2 separate regions of the Mus musculus genome follow, and region 2 is linked to region 1. Evidence: chromatin contacts called from public HiChIP or PLAC-seq data. All regions are on one chromosome and are shown on one strand. The core of a region is the stretch at or near the end of the contact, and the rest is flanking DNA. Distances in the headings are between cores, read along the strand shown.

Region 1 (3,103 bases), core at 117-2,616:
TCCAGTTACAAGCTGCCCTCTGACCCTTACATGCCAGTCATGGCATGGGAGCACTCATCCACACACAATAAATGTATACGCATGCATATGTGCACATGCCTGCGTGTATGTGTGGTTATGGGTATACTGCGTGCATTCTTGCATGCGTGCATGAGTTGTGTGTGTGCACACACATATGTGTGTCTGTGTGTGTCTGTATGCGTGTGTGTGTGTGTGTGTGTGTGTTTGTGTGCGCACGCGTGTGTGTTCATGCACCTCAGCGCTCATGCGGAAGTCAGAGGACAACTTTCAGAAGTCTTCCGTCCCCTTGAGGCAGGGTCTCCAGTGTAATCTTCCTGGGTTGGAGCACCATCTTCGGAGATAAAATGCTACCTAAACTTAAGATCAGTTTATTGCTAGCTAGATTATACACAGCATCACTCCATCACCCAATATTTACCTGGAGACTAACTGGTATCGGGCAATGGGTGATGGGCAGTGGGTGCTGTATTTAGAGCAAAAAGATCCGAGGTTGAATTTCATCATTGACTGTAGCACCTTCGGCAAATTAATTCCTCAGCGTCTCAGATTCTTTGTCTACGGCAATGGGGATAAGACAGTTATTATAAGAGCCAAATTAGCTAATGTGCACAGAAGCACTCTGCTTTTATGAATGGCTATAAACAGATTATGACTTATTAGAGAGCCACTCTGATCTAGGAGTAGCCCGACCGTCAGATCCCAGCACGTGGGGAGAAGAGAAGGGATAGGGTCAACCTGAGGTATGCAGTGAAACCCAGGGGAAGAGATGGGGAGAAAGTGAAGGAGAGAAGAAAAAGAAGAAGAAAAAGGTGCCGCCAAAAGGTACCCTGGCTTCAGCTCGCCTTGAAGTGGGTTATTGTCGAAGCTGCACAGGGAGGAGCTCTTTCTCCAAATTTTCAAGGGCAGAATTCTTAGCCAGTAACCACAAGTAGTTATTTTACCATCCATTCTCTTTATATTTCAAAAGACTCGGGTTCAAATGTCAGTTCCAAGTCTCTGTTTCTTCTCATAACAAATGGACCAAATGATATTCACTCCACAGGAAGGAGGGCTAAGAAAAATAGAGGCTTACTTGGGGTTTTCTGTCTAGGGATGTGTGTTCTCATCTGTGCTCCTCCTGGAGTGTCCCCTGTAAGCCCCGGGGAGTGGATAGGCTTAAGGAATAGGCCTCAGTTTTCCTTGTCTTTCTTTGCTTAGTGGCTCTAAAATCAGAGCCCAGCAGGAGAGTCGTGGGAGAGGCCTTCTAAGATGGGGTCAGAAACGCTCAAAGCAGTATTACTACCGATCTCCCTGCACTCCCAAGACAATAACCTTCTCTAATCACTACCAGATTCCACATTCGCGCCAGAAAGCAGCAGGGAGCAGTTGCCTTGACCCGCCAGGGCCTCCAGCCCCTCCCCGCCAGACGCAGACTAATGCGATACAGACGTCTCCCTCCCAGCACCGCTCTCCCACCCGCAGTCCCTCTCCAGACGGACATCGCTCTTCCGAAGTCATTTTTTGCAGGTCACCAGGCCACTTTTCCACGAAGCCAGGGAGAAGCCTGCACCTCGGGACTTCCTAGCTACCCAGAGGGTATTGTATTCACTCCTGGCGGAAGCCAACTTCAAAAGGGTATCAGGCGGGGCTTCTCACTCATTTCGATGGTACAACAGTGACCTCCAGTGGCAGAGCCGGGAGACAAAAAAAATCTGCAACGTCTCAGAATATTCCTGTCCTCATAGAAGACAGTCTACAATAGGACACGATTTCTCTTGTAAACAGCGTCTAGGACGACGACGACGGTGATGGACTCCATAGTTGCTGAATCCAAGCAATCCTGCAGAGATAGCCAGTGGCAAGTTTCCAACCCACGATCTGAGCTCCATGGCCTATCATTTATTTAGTACAGCTCCCTCAGCTCTTAATCCACTCCAGACCCCGCCCTGGTGCCCAAGTGGCTTGTGTTAATTCCACTGCTAGAAATGACCTCTTCATCTCTCTGCCTGATAAAATCTTCGTGTGATGATGTCAGATGAGAACATGCCACTTGGGGACACTTTCCAGATCATCCCTCCTAACAGAATTGATTTTGTCTTCAAAACCAAATAGTATCAAGGACGTCAATACTGCTGAATGCATTCGGCTTGAGAAGCAACACGGTACAGCACTGTTGTAGGGACTTCCACTGCTGAGAGTTCTAGGTGAAGGATGGAAGGGTGTGGGAGTGTCAGGCACATCTGCAGCACCATGACACATGCCTGAGGAAATGACATAAGAGAGGAAGGGTTTATTTTGGCCCACAGATTTGTATCTTTCTGTCCACTGTCATTGGTATCTGTTGGTTCCAGTCCAGTGTTTGGTGAGGCAGAACATGAGGGCAAAGAGCAAAGTGGCCCTCCTTGGGACAGATAGGAGATGGGAAGGGACTTAATAAAGACAAAATACATCTCCTAATACATCATTAGAGGCTACTTCCTCCAGTGTGGCCTTCCCTCCTATCTCTACCAACTCCCATCATATTATGAGCTTGTGAATGGACTGATCTACAGATTAGTTCCGAGTCCTCAGGAACCAGTCATCTTCCCTTCGCTCGACTGTTGACTGTCGCGTTGAGAATAGAGCCCTTCACATGTGATCCTTGACAAGGGGCACACTTCATATGCAAATTATAATTACTGAGCTCAGAATGCTGCAGACTAGTGGGGTGTGCACAGGAAAAAACAACTGCCATCGAGTGTAGTAAGGAGTTCCATATTTGTCTCAAGTAAGAGTCATCACTCCAGTCAGGGGGAAGAAATGCAATCAGAGACTGTCTAAATAAATGGAAGGGCTTTGCTTGGGTATTTGGGGGCTGAACGGGAGTTAATGAGGCAGGTAGAATGATTTAAGATGGGGGAAGAAAAGAAAAGATGCTCATTTGGATGTGAAATAACTACCTAGAAGTGATTTCGTTGCGACAAGGGGCAGCCCACGCTGGCTGGATTATCTATCACTGGATGTTTTACAGTCAAGAGATACTAGGCTGGAAGACTACTGAAAGCAGGATTGGGATCTTCCAAACTGTTGGCTATATAACCCAGGGTCATCAATGATTGCTGAA
Region 2 (3,157 bases), core at 424-2,923, 980 kb before region 1:
GTTTTGTTATAGCTGCCTAGGAAAGGCATACATGTGCCACATGGCTGCTTCCCTGCCGTGCATTACATTTAGGAAATCCAAAGGAGGAGGCTGGGGACCACAGCCCTACTGTGCTCTGAAATATTGATACAGCATGCAGGCCCCAAGAGCCTGCAGCTACGTTATCTCACCCCCCACCCCCACCCCCACTTCTGAGCTGCTCTCTCTCACTCCAGCTCACTCTCCTTCCCATTTGATTTGACACCAGCAGAGACTTTCTGTCTTCTTAGCTAACATCTTTCTGGAGACATAAAGAAAAGCAACTACTTCTATGTACAAGATTTGTTCTCCTCCCATCTTCAGGTTTATAGGCTGCACAGACAGGAAGCAGAAAGAAAGAAAGAAAAAAAAAAAACCAAACCAGTCAGCTAACAAGCCATCGATCACTATCCAGGATAATGGATGCTCGCTCTCTACAGTACATTTGCTTTTCGGCTGTTTATCTCCCAGCACTGCTGATCCATGCCTCTCTCTCACCTTGTGAAAATAGATACAGAGATAAACTGTTGCTTCTGGACTGAGCAAAATTAATTTGCCTACAGGGAAAATGGACCTAACACCAGGACTTCAAAGAACAAGTTAAGGTAGGCCACTAACTCACAAAGCTCAGACAAAGTCCAAATCCTCTGTTGCTAGTGCAGAAACCAGAGGCAGGTCTACAGAAAAACAAAAGAATTTCATTATAAAGTGGCAAACAGGATGCGTCTGGAAACAAGGGCCGGAGGCAGGAGAGTAGAAGCAGAAGGAGAGAGTCTGCTTCTGACTCATCTCTGTGTCTATCTTTGTAACTCGCCTCTTTTCTATCTGAAGACCTGATCTGTAACTGGCTCACAAATTCACACGTTAGTGGTCCAGCCGTCAGGCTCTGTTCCCTGAGAAGGGACTCTGATCCCATCTTGCTCTTCGGCAGTAGGTATAGGAGGGTGAAGGGAGGCCAGTAGTGGGTGGCCATGCAGAGATATGGCTGTAAGTGGTAGTGTAAGGGAAAGTGGGCCAGCCAAACAAACAGCGCCAAGTATGTGGTTCATTCAACTATGGTTCTAGAATGGTACTTTCACAAGCTGCTTGAATGAACCACATGGATGTGACAGGGGTGCCAAGAGAGGAGTGGAAAGATACCACAAAGTGACTCATTCCATGTTCTCGTTCGGTGAGATGACAAAGTCCCAGAGCTAAGAGACCTGTTTACTTAGAATCACCCTCCTGGCTGCTCAGGCCCTTGGGATAAGTTCTTTATTTGGGCAAACCTCTCAGTCTTTTAAGCAGTTAGGCTCCTGCTAACACCAAGAGCTACCATATTGGTAAGTTTTCTTGTTGCTGCAACAAAGTTACCGAAAAAGCAAGGTGAAGGGTTTCTTCTGAATAACAGTTTCAGGCAGGTCTATCACGCTGTCTATCATGCTGGAGGAACCTGGTGGTCATGGTGACCAGATTGTAGATCCAGTGTGGAAGCAGAGACAGGTGAACGCTGATGAGCAGCTAGCTAGCTCCCCACTTCTATAGGACTCCAGGAAATGGAACTGCCTGCATCTACGGGGAAACTTGCTACCTCAACCTAATCTATTACAATCCCCCCCTCCCCCGACACACCTAGAAGTGTGTTTCCATGGTGATTCTAGATCTAGTTAAGTCAACAAAACCTCTCAGCCTCAGTGCTCACTGAAAATGTGTCAAGAAGAGCCCCTAACTGGGCCCTATGACTGGAGCTGAAGGTGGGTTAGAGACAGGAAATGGTTCTTCTGACTCAAAAGATGATTGCTTCCAGGGGTAGATTAATTTCCAAATGCTTCCTAACTATGTCTTTCTAGAAACTACAGTACCTAGTATAAGCATTCAATTTATTATATAAAATGATCTGCATTCAGATCCTGGCCTCATACTAACGAGAGGTTGTTTACCTTTCTAACCCATAGCTTTCTTATCTGTGATGGGCTCTAATGCTCACCTCCCCACAGAACTGCTATGTAGTATGCTATGATTCGCATGTGCAATGTCTTCCCCAGGCCCACTTCTCTAAGCAGCAGAACTATTGTGGAAGACTGTGGAACCTTAGAGGGTGGAGCCAAACTTCAGGAAGTGAGTCACTTGGAGTGGGCCTTTGAAGGTTAGGCCTGGCTTGTTCTACCATGAGTTCTGCCTTCTAATCCTCCCGGATGTGGAGAGCCCCACCACATGCTCCCACCGACACAGACTGAGCGTTTCTTCCTTGGCTTCCCCACTGTGGGGCGCTAAAACTCTCAGGAATCCTGAGCTCAAGCAAACCTTGCCTTCCTTGGGCAGTTTCTGTCCAGTATCACAGTCACAGCAGTGCAACAGTCACTGACATGGAGAAAATGAGACCTCAGCACAGTGTCTGGCTCCACACTCACCGGTAGCTGCCTAATGGCTTCCCTGAAGCCCAGTCATTCATTTCTTCTCTGACTCTACTTTCTGAGGTAGAGAGGGTACCCCAGAACACAAATCCCCAAAGCTGACGCACAGTCGTGTTTAGAAGAAGATACCCCTCACATCAACACTAGGTTTAAGAAGAACATTTGCTTCTAAGGTTGGCTCCCTGTAACTGGAGCCACCATGAAGTCCTATCATCATGTACCACCTGTGACAATGACCTCTACAGACAAGCTATGGAGACATATATATACATATGCACATATATGCACATAAACATATACACACACATACACATACAGTTACATATAAACATATAGCCACATATACATGTATATACACATATACACATAAACATATATACACATACACACATACATATGCATATACAGTTACATATCCAAATATAGCCATATATACATATAGATGCACATGCACATATACACACCTATACAGACACATATATACACATAAACATACACACATATGTATATACATACACACATAAACACACATGCATATACACACATATACACATATATACATACATACACACATATACACATAAACATATACATACATATATACATACATATACATATTGCATAAGGCTAGGGAAGACATTTAGGAGGCTCTTGAAGGAAAATATAGGAAAGCAAAATATTATTAGCATTCTAGTAAATCAATCACAGATGGTCTTCAAAATTAATACAAAAGCAGACTGCTCATT

The links. HiChIP or PLAC-seq counts read pairs in DNA pulled down with a chosen protein or histone mark.
Region 2: a FOXA1 HiChIP or PLAC-seq map of pancreatic cancer cells shows a contact between it and region 1. The contact joins the promoter of 4930546K05Rik here to the enhancer-like site in region 1. A contact is called at or near these places in 6 of 115 datasets of contacts at active chromatin or transcription factors (craniofacial prominence, embryonic basal ganglia, embryonic limb bud and 3 more) and 1 of 9 other capture datasets (embryonic stem cells).

What each region holds. Positions count from the first base shown.
Region 1 is chr9:41,227,459-41,230,561 of GRCm38.p6, reverse strand. No RefSeq gene overlaps it. Among named protein-coding and RNA genes, the nearest start is that of 1700063D05Rik, 23 kb to the right of the region's middle. RefSeq lists an enhancer at 17-2,660. Within about 2 kb of position 1,366, at least 215 of the 459 cell types and tissues checked have an H3K27ac peak or open chromatin away from gene starts, as enhancers often do. A contact at or near this core is called in craniofacial prominence, embryonic basal ganglia, embryonic limb bud and 1 more, where this site is marked.
Region 2 is chr9:42,207,747-42,210,903 of GRCm38.p6, reverse strand. It overlaps 4930546K05Rik (RIKEN cDNA 4930546K05 gene), which reads left to right and starts at 1,673. Exons shown (of 7, transcript NR_040754.1): 1 at 1,673-1,751.